3 separate regions of the Mus musculus genome follow, and regions 2 and 3 are each linked to region 1. Evidence: chromatin contacts called from public HiChIP or PLAC-seq data. All regions are on one chromosome and are shown on one strand. The core of a region is the stretch at or near the end of the contact, and the rest is flanking DNA. Distances in the headings are between cores, read along the strand shown. Region 1 holds the start of Mrps16 (mitochondrial ribosomal protein S16). Region 2 has its middle 3.4 kb from the start of Gm30212. Region 3 holds the start of Plau (plasminogen activator, urokinase).

Region 1 (3,717 bases), core at 363-2,862:
CCACAAATCGGCCATCCCTGGGGCACTTGTTGTGAGCAGCCACAATGCGGTAAAAAGGCCGGTTGGTGCAGCCACCCAAAGCAAGGCGTATGGTTAGGTGGCCTCCGTGGTAGGCTTTGCAGAAAATGGTTGCTGTAGAGAAATAGTTCGTTAGGGTGCAAAAATGTTTAGTAGACTCAAAATATAAGGTAATATAAGGTAAAGGCACAATTCCTCCTTCTACTGCAATGTTCTCACTTCCAATCTATGCCCTGCCCCATCCAGCTTAGATACAATCGTGTGGGTGAAACTCCTCCTTAACCCCTCCAGACCAGACATACCTCCTTTTTTCCAAATCCACATAACACAGTCCTGCCGAGGTTGGGGTCCACTTTACCCTTGGAGACTCCATCTTGTAAATAGTCTCCACTTTGTACTAAGATAAATTCTAAGAAACAGCTGAATTCCCAGAAATGGCTTCTGGCCCCAGGCGCCCCATATGAACTTAGGCCACAATATCTCACCCTATGCCTTGTTGGTTAGCAACTAGTCCGGACTGAAACCAACCAGCCACTATATAGGCTCTGACTGGCTGGCCTCAATCCAGGCCAAGTTAAGAAGCCAACTGAGACCCTATAGGTGGAACAACAATATGAACTAACCAGTACCCAGGAGCTCTTGTCTCTAGCTGCATATGTATCAAAAGATGGCCTAGTCGGCCATCACTGGAAAGAGAGGCCCATTGGACTTGCAAACTTTATATGCCCCAGTACAGGGGTACGCCAGGGCCAAAAAGGGGGAGTGGGTGGGTAGGGGAGTGGGGGGTGGGTATGGGGGACTTTTGGGATAGCATAATGTAAATGAGGAAAATACCTAATAAAAAGTTTAAAAAAAAAAAAAAGCCAACTGAGGTACTTGACCGGTAGTAACCCACTTAAAATGACAGGTATGGAAAACCATGCATGTGGTCCCTAGCCCATCCAATTTGTGGTTTTTATGTTTTAAAAGGTTGTCCTGTCTTGCCCCACGCTGTCACGTTTTGGACCCCGAACCCAGCCGTCTCCCCGAAATATTAGCTTTTAAAATAAGCTTGCTGGTTTAAACTTGGTTTTCATATTGGATTATTTCCAAATTCTCGGACCCTAACACCATTTACTAAGCCATGACCTTGTCTTACCCTTAGGTGCCTCATCTGTAAAACGATTTCTACGATGTGTGGTAAAAAACTGAGACAGGCTGGGCGCGGTGGCGCACGCCTCTAATCACAGGGCCTTTGGGAGGCAGAGGCAAAGGTCTGTCTAGGAAGGAGTTCGAAGCCAGCCCGTCTTTACGCTGCGAGTTCCAGGCCAGCCAGAGCTACCCAGTGAGACCACTGCTAAAAGCGAGACGGACTGAGACGAAGCTCCGCTGGAAGGCGATGTGGCCGCGCCTAGCCCGGGTCGCCGCAGCCCACGCCCGCCCGGAAGCCCCGCGCACTCACTGAGCTGGACCATGGTGCCTGGGCGAGCGGCTCTCCAGCTGTCCCGCTGCACAGCCCCGCGGCACAGAGCCTGAAGCCCGGAAGAGCGCCCCCAAGCGGCCGGCGGGCACACGACGCGACGTCCGCACCACTCCAGAGCCGGAAAGCCCTCTGCGGAAGCCTCCGGCCGATCGGCCCGCCCCTTCCGCTTTCTCTTCCAATGCGCACGGGAGGGCAACCGAGCGCCGGGAGTGCCACAGGGCGCCGGTGACTGATCCTTGACTGCTACGGAAGAGGCGTGTCTGTAGGCGTGGGCTGCTGGCGGTCTTCAGCTGAGTGCCTGCGGCGTGCGGGAGACTTTCCTGTCCGCGGCGGTGCTGAGTTCCTTGCAGGCCGTTCCATCCTGCGACGGTTCCCCCGCCTCCGGAATATCCTCTGTTCTCTTACCCACTGTCAACTGTGTGTGACACAGCACAGTTGTATTCTGGTCCCACCTTTGAAGATGTTGCCTTAATTTCCAAGCCCCAGTAACATTGGTCCAGAACTTTGGCAATTGTGCACCTCCAGGGAATCTTACCAACAAGGTGATCAGATAAACTTTAAAAAGTAATTCTAATAGTCACACCATTATGCCAGATATCTACCCACAAATAGTGGCTATTAATTAGCTACATGTACATAAGAGCATATAAAATATAATGTGCTATACATACGACTCCAGAAACATGATAAATTTTGAGTTTGGGGTTTATATTTTTTTAATGTGAACTAAAGGGGTGGGGATGGGCAGGCTTCATCTGGTGACAGTTTGGAAAGGAAACGTGCTTGGGGCTCCATATTAAATATCCACTTGTAAGGCTGTCAGAAAGATGGATTTCCAAAACCAACCATTTCCTGTACAGTGTGGATTTCTTCAAGTAGAGCCTGGTCTTTCAGTTTCAGCTGCAGAAACAAGGCAGGGAAGAAGTTATGTCCAACACACCAGGTGACTTTGAAGACCCCTAATTTAAGAGGCTCCAGATTTGTGGGGACGGGATGGGCCTCTCCTGTATTCTCGACACCATGGAAGCTCTCAAAGAATTGGAATGTATTGGATCTTGGGTGGGAATTCATCAGGCACTGAGCGCTCTCATGGTCTGTACACTCTCAGAATGGCAATCAGCTGTCGCATACCTTTATTGTGTACTTATAAGCCTGCTCTGCTTCCAGTTGTCGTCCAACCTGAAAGAAGCAATTAACATCTTTCCTAGTAAAATGTGAATCGGAGGTTACTGACCACATCCATCTCAAGGAGGAACCGCCCAGAACATTCTCCTTGTCATCAGTAGAGACAAATCTGGAACTCTTCCAACTTCAGTTGCTGTGTGCTAACAGCCAGCTTACCTTTCTTTCTTAGTTGGGCCTTCACCTGACCCCTGAGAGGGCCTTGTGAAGGGACAATAAGAAACACTCACTTTCAGGCAGACCAGAGCCAGATAGGCCCACACTTCGGCGTTGCAGTTATTCAACGCGTTGGCTTCAGACAGAGCATCCTCAGCTTCCGTGAGCTCCTCCAGCTTGGCAGAGAGAGAGTTAGGAGATACAGTCCAAATTGGTTTCCACTTAAGCATAGTAGAGTTGTTAGAATTCCTTCTAGGCTCCACCCCACGGTTACCTGGCAATTGCCAGGTATGCCTAGTTTACTATGAAAGGAGCTCCTCTCTTTGCTCTCTCTCTCTCTCTCAATGATTCTGGCCTTCCCTCTTCTCCTCTTCTTCCCTCCCCGCCCCCCCCCCTTTCTCTGTCTCTACTACTTTCTCAACTCCCTTACACATGCCCTAAATAAACTCTATTCTATACTGTATCTGTTGTGTGGCTGGTCCCTCAGGGGGAAGGGGTGCCTCAGCATGGGCCCACAGAGGCAACCTCTCCCACCTCACTATACCACACCTCTACCAAAACATATCCTGGCCTCTTTTCTACTTCATAAAACACAACTAGAGTCAGCTTAGATGAATCTGCTATTCAACCAATAGATGTCCACGACCTATACCAGTGCTACTCAAAAAAAAAACAAAAACAAAAACAAAAAAAAACCTTCAAAATTCACCAGTGTTTCTGAATTCATATGTAGCATATACTTTATATGTCCTACATAATTATGTAACTATTAAAAAACATTATTTGTGGATGGATATATGGTAGGTATATATCTTTCCTCTCATTTTTTGTTTATTTTTGTTTTTTAAATTATTTAGAGACTGAGTGTTCCTGTTAGTGAAACTTATGGCTGGAAACTC
Region 2 (3,717 bases), core at 486-2,985, 490 kb after region 1:
TTCCTGAGCTGAGTTTTGAGGGATGAGGAGTCTACCAGATCAACTGACAAAAAGGGCATCGATGGGGCACGTACTTTCCATGGGGACACTTATTATAGCATGAGATGTCGTTAATACCGAATAGGTCAGCATGGTGAACATGGAGCATGGGGAGAGGGTCTACTGAGGGAGTAGGCACCTAGAAACAGAACTGAGCCTGAAGAGACCTATGTGGCATTGAATACAGGCAGGTGTCTTTGCCTCCACTCAATAGTAAGACTTACAGAGAAGGCCAGAGTGGAGGACAGTCAGGTTTTTACTCTTTGCACCACAGTGCCTCTTGGGGCTGGCCCATCCTTGATGGTCCTTTGATGTTCTGGCCTGAACCACTTCAAGCTCTTAGGGAAGAACAGGGCTGACTCTACAGTAGGCTCTAACCATACTGGCCACACACTTGGCATGCCTTTGTACCAGAAGCCACAAGAGAGCTTTCTCCAGCAGTGCTGTTCCTAGAAAATGGCATGTTGCACCCAATCAAGAAATGATAGAGGAGGCTGGCTTCTTGGCACCCAGCTGTCTTAAGCAGTCCCTTTCCATTCCTTCTGCCAGGAGTGCATCTCTCTGTTCTCTCATTCCCCTCCACCACAGAGAGCCACACATACAGCAGGAGCTCCACCCCAGGATTTTATAATGCTGCATAGGCTTTGGAATCAGAAAGACCCAATTCTTGCACTCACTGTAACGGCTGAGATGAACAGAACAATAATTTTGTGTGTTGTCAAGAGTGTGAAAGAACTAGAACACTGGTCTAGGGTTTCTGGGAGTATGGGATGGCCCCCATATCTCTGACACTACAGTGTTTAATAAAATGTTAAATATCCCCAACTAAGGAGACTGTTCATGGCAGTGTTATTCAAAATAACCTAAAACTGGGGCAGGGGATCCAAATCCACTAGATAAATAAACTGAAGTGTAAATTCACAAAATGGAATGCTACTTGGTAGTAAAATTGGAGCAACATGGTGGTACATACACTATATATACATCTCAGATAGACTTTGTGAAGAAAATCAAGCTGGATACAAGAATACTGGTCTGAAGTTCAGGAATGAGTAAAAACCAACACTGGAGGACAGAAGCCAAAACCTTTGGTTATTGCCAGGTGGTGGTGGCGGCACACACCTTTAATCCCACTCAGGAGGGGGGGGCACTGGATCTTTGAGTTTGAACCCCTACTGCTTTACTTGGTGAGTTCCAGGACAGCCAGAACTATGTGAGAAATCCTGTCTCCTAAAACCAATAAACAAACAAACAAATATTAAAAATTAGTGTGTCTGGGAGTCAGAGCAGCAGCAACTATTTTCTGGAAAGAGGTATGAATGACAGAACTCCAAGGAATGATAGAAATGTATGTAAATTAGAAAGAGAAAGAGAGAGAAGTTGAAGAAGAAGAGGGAAGAAGGAAAGAAAGAGGAGAGGAAGGAAGAAAAGGGGGGACAGAGGAGGGAGAAAATAGAAAAGTCCCGGTCTGGTTCCCAGGTGTGGCACTGTCACGTATGGACATTACTTTCTCATAGGTGGTTTTTGGAATCAACCAGGCGAATGCACGGAAATCTCGTAGCTCAAGAGCCTGACAAATACTGTAAACGTAGTAAAAAAAAAAAAAAATAACCCTTGCTCTTGGTCCCTTATCCACCATCTTCTCTTTTAAGAACTGGATCCCAGGGCTTGGGGTGTGGCTCAGCTGGTAGGAGGTTTGGTTAACTTGTAGGAAGTCGTCAGTTCTATCCCTAGCACAGCACACACTGGCTGTGGTGGTGCACACAGGCAATTCCAGCACTCAAGAGGTAGATATACAAGGAGCAGAAGTTCAAGGCCATCCTTGGTGCATAGAGTCTGAATCCAGCTTAGCCTACATAAGACCATGCCTCAGAAACAAAACAAAACAGACAGCAAACAAATAAGGACTGACATGTGAAGCTTTGTCCACCCCCCACCCAGCCCCCAAAAAGACCCAGTTCCCACCTCTGGGCTAAGCCAGAGCCCCAGGCAGAACTCTGAAGCCCTATAGCACTCACCCTCACAGTACCCACAAGGCTCAGTGACTAGAAAGTTTCATCGAATTCTGAACAGGAAGCAGCAGTGGCAGCTGATAATCTGTGACCTGAATATAGCTATCCATTATCTCACTGTGGTTTCTTGTTTCCCTGACAGAGGAAACGCCCACGACTTTCTTGAAGTTATTCTAAACACTCAGTTCCTTGTTCGGCTCTGGCAGGATAATGTTTCCCCTGGGTGCCCCGGTGTTTTGAGCTGCAGCCTCCCTGCCAGCCTGAGGCTCAAGCTCAGCGGTCAACCTGTGGGGCCAACTGTCCCCTCCACGGAGGAGACAGTGACAGGAACAGATCAAAAATAGGCCATCAGTATCTGCAGCTATTGGAAGAAAAAAACAAAAAAACAAAACAAAACAAAACAAAAAAAAAAAAACCAAAGCAAAAAACCCCTCAGACATAGAGCATCCACTTCTTGTTCCTCTTGAGGAAGGCAGCAGGCAGAGCTGCCATGTGAGGAGGGTGTGTACCACTGGCTTCTCATCACAACTAGTTCCTGAGTCACACGCCACCCTGAGTTTACTCTTCTGTGATTCTCTTCCCTTAAAAGAGGCAGATCTGCTCTCCTGGGGTATGTTCAGTTTCCAAATGAGGAGCAGAGACAAGCTCAAGACTCAGGATAAACAGAATTGTCCCGTTAACTCAAGTTCTTACGAAGCCCAATAGTCCAACATGGGCATGGTGGTACAAGCCTTTAATCCTAGCACTTGAGAGGCAGAGGCATTCAGATCATTATCCTGCCAGATAATGAGTTTGAGGCCAGCCTGATTTGCATAGTGAGTTCGAGGCCAGTGAGGGCTATACAGTGAGACTCTTGCAAAATAAATGTATAAACAAAGAAATAACCCACCCTCGGTGTTCAGGAGACTCGGCTAAACTACAAGGCAGGCAAAGTTTGTCTCTGGCTTCTCTTCTTCCAGGACATACTCTACCCCACCCTCCATCAAAGCTTTTTGGTTTTATTTCAAGATGGGGTCTTGCTATGGAGCTCAGGCTGGCTTCAAATGTTTGATCTTCTCCCGGAGCCTCTCCTGCGCTGGCTTACTGGTGAGATCATCGCATCTGGTTCTACCAAAGCATTTGTGGCAGTGCACCCCTTTACCTCTGTATCTGGGAGTCACTCGGTCTGTGGAACACACCCCTACTTTTGAAAAGGAAGTCTCAAGATAGTAATTCTGAAACAAAGGACCCCAGTTCTCATCACATGTGGGAGACTGTTCTCTGAACAGCAGGGCCTCTGGGCTCACTGGGACCCCCTGCTGGTTACCACGTTTGCAGTTAATGCTCTAAGCGTAGAGTCTGGCTTAAAAGGGTTTTTTGTTTTTTGTTTTTCTGAAGAGGTATAATCTGTAAATTAGTGTAGATAAAACTAGGGAACTTGTAACAGTAGTTGACTTGAAGGGCCAGGAAATTAAATATTGAAAAGCTGGTTTGAGCTGCCTGTAATCTCAGCAGCTGGGAGGTGAAAACACCCTTTCCTCTATGGGCTAGCCCAGGACTCGCTTCTATGGGCTAGCCCAGGACACATAAGACTCTGTATTTTTTTTTTAAAAATGAAAGAAAAAACAGGAGGAAAAAAAGCAAAGCGGAACAAAACAACAAAACACAACGCCACACCACACCAAAT
Region 3 (3,717 bases), core at 582-3,081, 440 kb after region 1:
ACTAATGAATGGTGCGGGCTCAGGCACCTCTTCTGTGGAAGGAGCATCAAAATGACCACTGGTCCTTGGCTCTGAGGCACATGTTGCAGTGACTGACCCTTGGAATCTTTTCTGAGCACTCCCTACTTTGCCTGAGGGGTGTGTGCATGTGTGCATGTGTGCATGTGTGCAAGTGTGTGCATGAGGGAGGGTGCTTTGTCTTCAAGATGTTCAGGGCTCATTTATACATGACCTGTCTTTATATAAGCCTATTTTATTAGATAAATTATTAGATAAATAATTGTTTTCGTCTTAACGTGATGATGTAAAATGCTGAACACAAGTGCATTTACAGTGTGGAATTGGCAACAGAAGAGATGGCTAGGCTCACACCCAAAAATAAAATGTGTAATTATTTTTTTAGAATGGCTGATACGAGGACGTGTTTAAAGTTTTTAAAACAGTGTGAAATAGTATTCAGTGAAAAATAAACATTCCTTTTATCTTTTCCTTCAGACCCACAGCCTCTCTACTACAAGGGAAGAGCAGACACCCCCACTGTTGTTGCATGTTGATAGCCCACACTAACGAGGTTTGAGTATTCCTTGCTTTTTTTTTCTATCCTGTTACAATGTACTGTTCATGTTACTGTTCACATCACTGACTGCTCTTCCAGAGGTCCTGAGTTCAATTCCCAGCAGCCACATGGTGGCTCATGACCACCTACAATGGGATCTGGTACTCTTTTCTGGTGTGTCTGAAGAGAGGACTGTGCACTCGCATACATAAAATAAATAAATCTTTAAAAAAAAGACACCCCCCCTTGATTGCTTATTTGTGTCTGTGTGCAACCACAATACCAGTGAGGTATGCACTCAGTCCTGATCTATGATCCTCTGTATTGGTTGTATTCTTTTCCAGACAAATAAATGGATTGTTCATTATAGGCATTTTTCAAAAGACCCATTGACACTTCCATAGCAGCTGCTGTGCCAAGACTTTGCTCCCACAATCCTAACATAGTAACCATTACTGCTTTTTTAAAAATCATAATTATTTTTGAGGATTTCACTATGTAAATTAGTCTGGGCTTGAACTCGCAGAGATCCACCTGCCTCTTCCTCCCTAGTGTTTAGATAAAAGACGTGCACCATTAAGTCTGGCCCTTGCCATAAATTTTAAAATTGTCTTTCAAAGATTGACCTTAAACCAAACAGCAAATCTGAATAAAATCTGACCTTGCCTTTCACCTTCTGATGACAGTATTACACTCCCTGACGACAAACTTCACTCTTGTCTTCTGATTCACTGCTTGCATTAGTGGCATTTGGAGAACTCAGCATTTGACATGTGGGAGCCTTTGTTAGTAGGTATTTTTTGTTGTAAAGGAACTGCGACTTATACCCCTCTATCAGACATCTGAATCAGTGTCGTAGGCAGGTAGGGGGACAGGTTGGAGAAGAACTGATTAAACCACTAAGGAAGAGGCTTGAGATCAGCGAGCCAATGGCTGGAGCGCCCTCACCACGCTACACTGGGGCCGCACTAGGTGAATGAAAGAAAGGAAGAATGTTCAAGCCGCCGGATCATCGCTCGATCCAGACAGACTGCGTTAAGTTTGCTCAGCTGGAAATTCCGTGACTTCGTCAAAGTTGGGAAGCAAGCGCGGTCCAGTTGCGGTGGGATGCAGGAAAAGGAAAAGGAGAGAGAGAGAGAGAGAGAGAGAGAGAGAGAGAGAGAGAGAGAGAGAGAGAGAGAGAGAGAGAGAGAGAGAGCCGCCCTCCAGCAAACCTGGGCGGGGCCAGGGCTCTGGCGGGCCCTAATAAAGGGCGAGCAGCGCCGAGCAGAGCCTGTAGCCCCAGAGCTCTGTCTGTCATCCATCCAGTCCTTGCGTGTCTGCCAGCGCCCTTCCGCTGCAGTCACCGGTGAGTGCTGTTGGTCTGAAGCAAGCCTAGCGGGATGAGGCAGCCAGGGCTCCCGCATGCCTCCCTTCCCACTACCTTGGCTGGCGGAACTGTGGGCAAGGTCACCACTCCAGCCCTTCGCGCCCCTCTACAGAGAGGTTCCATGGTGTTGTGCGGATTCAGAGCCCGCAGAGGGGAGAGACTGCCCGGCTTGGGGAGGTTGGTCACTGATGGCTTGCCCCGCAGGACACCTGGAGTGGCTTCCCTTGGTCTGTAGTAACTCTGCCACCTTCAAGCTGCTCCGCTTCTTGTCCTGACTTCTCCTTCCTTTGCAGAACTGCTGTCTAGAGCCCAGCGGCACTACCATGAAAGTCTGGCTGGCGAGCCTGTTCCTCTGCGCCTTGGTGGTGAAAAACTCTGAAGTGAGTGGTCTCGCTGCTTTAGCACCATCAGGAAGGGGCTTGCAGGATCCCTTAAGCAGCATCAGGGGAAAAATGGGGGCTGCACGGGGAACTTAGGCATCAAAGGCAGGTCCAGGCTTTCCCAGGAAATAGGACAATGTATCAGCGGAGGGCTTGTGCACCCAAAGAGGTTTGCACTATCTGGCAAGGGAGGAAGAAGCCACGGGGAGTGCCTTAGCCCAAGGGCACCTGGTTTGTGTGAAGTTTGCTTGAGTCAGTCCATGTCTGGGTGCTGGCTAGTAATAAACAGAAAGGGGAGAGACAGACAGGGGTGGGGTGGGAGAAAGAGAGAGAGAGAGAGAGAGAGAGAGAGAGAGAGAGAGAGAGAGAGAGAATATTATGAGTGAATGAATATCACTGGAAGGGATTTTGAGGTGGGGACCTGTTTATCCTGAACATGAATTCCCTAGAGCATGTCACCTTCATCTCTTGCAGGGTGGCAGTGTACTTGGAGCTCCTGATGAATGTGAGTATCTGCTTCCTTGCACAATAGTTGGCTGCACAGAGACCCTTGAAAAACCTTAGGAGACATACCCTCCCTGTCCCTGCTGAAAGGCTGGCTCCCCACTTGATCCTTGCTTACCCCTCCTTTGCATTTGCTAGCAAACTGTGGCTGTCAGAACGGAGGTGTATGCGTGTCCTACAAGTACTTCTCCAGAATTCGCCGATGCAGCTGCCCAAGGAAATTCCAGGGGGAGCACTGTGAGATAGGTATGGGGATTTGGACTTGGAATGTGGGAGTGGGGGAGGACCAGAGATCTTAGAACAGGGACAGATGGGTGGGATGCAGAAGCAGGCAGAAGCTGGCCTTGGAGGTGTGGGTCTGTTACCCCAGCACTTAGGAGGAGACTGAAGCCTGGCCTCCATAGTAAGTCCTTGTCTCAAAAGGCGGGCGAGGCGCAGCTAGAGAGACAGCTTAGTGATTAAGAACACTGGCTGCTCTTCTAGACATCCTATAGTTTGAGTTTCAGCACCCATAGAGGTGGGTTACAGCCATCTGTACCCCCAGTCCCAGAGAATCTGATGCCCTCTTCTGACCTCTTCCAGCCCAAGTGACATACATGGTGTACAGATATACATGGAGGAAAAACACTCATACACATAAAATAAGCAAACAAACAAACAAAACAGGCAGCAGAAGTTGGGAGTCACACACACACACACACACACACACACACACACACACACACACTCATGAAGTAGTGGCTATACAAGTGTGAAAAAAAAGGGTGAATCTCCCTCATATCACCTGACAGGTCTGAAACCGTGTCACCTCTGAAATGCCTGTCCAAACCGCCTCCCTTTTCTAATACTCTGCACTCCTCAAATCATTTCTAGATGCATCAAAAACCTGCTATCATGGAAATGGTGAC

What was found. HiChIP or PLAC-seq counts read pairs in DNA pulled down with a chosen protein or histone mark.
Region 2: a contact with region 1 is called in an H3K4me3 HiChIP or PLAC-seq map of fetal liver, with 6 times the contacts expected there. The contact joins the enhancer-like site here to the promoter of Mrps16 in region 1. A contact is called at or near these places in 1 of 39 promoter capture datasets (second pharyngeal arch cranial neural crest), 1 of 484 Hi-C or Micro-C datasets (reprogramming fibroblasts) and 3 of 115 datasets of contacts at active chromatin or transcription factors (double positive thymocytes, fetal liver and pancreatic cancer cells).
Region 3: a FOXA1 HiChIP or PLAC-seq map of pancreatic cancer cells shows a contact between it and region 1. The contact joins the promoter of Plau here to the promoter of Mrps16 in region 1. A contact is called at or near these places in 3 of 39 promoter capture datasets (cranial neural crest, liver and stem cell-derived epiblast-like cells), 1 of 484 Hi-C or Micro-C datasets (the G1E-ER4 cell line), 1 of 115 datasets of contacts at active chromatin or transcription factors (pancreatic cancer cells) and 1 of 9 other capture datasets (adipose tissue).

The regions. Positions count from the first base shown.
Region 1 is chr14:20,392,022-20,395,738 of GRCm38.p6, forward strand. Mrps16 (mitochondrial ribosomal protein S16) reads right to left here and starts at 1,613. Exons shown (of 3, transcript NM_025440.3): 1 at 1,460-1,613; 2 at 1-132. The coding sequence starts at 1,472. Cfap70 (cilia and flagella associated protein 70) reads right to left here. Exons shown (of 29, transcript NM_029698.1): 27 at 2,893-2,994; 28 at 2,612-2,659; 29 at 2,169-2,380. The coding sequence ends at 2,300.
Region 2 is chr14:20,883,141-20,886,857 of GRCm38.p6, forward strand. No RefSeq gene overlaps it. Among named protein-coding and RNA genes, the nearest start is that of Gm30212, 3.4 kb to the right of the region's middle. Within about 2 kb of position 1,736, at least 21 of the 459 cell types and tissues checked have an H3K27ac peak or open chromatin away from gene starts, as enhancers often do. A contact at or near this core is called in fetal liver, where this site is marked.
Region 3 is chr14:20,834,831-20,838,547 of GRCm38.p6, forward strand. Plau (plasminogen activator, urokinase) reads left to right here and starts at 1,832. Exons shown (of 11, transcript NM_008873.3): 1 at 1,832-1,904; 2 at 2,219-2,305; 3 at 2,780-2,810; 4 at 2,948-3,055; 5 at 3,683-3,717. The coding sequence starts at 2,249.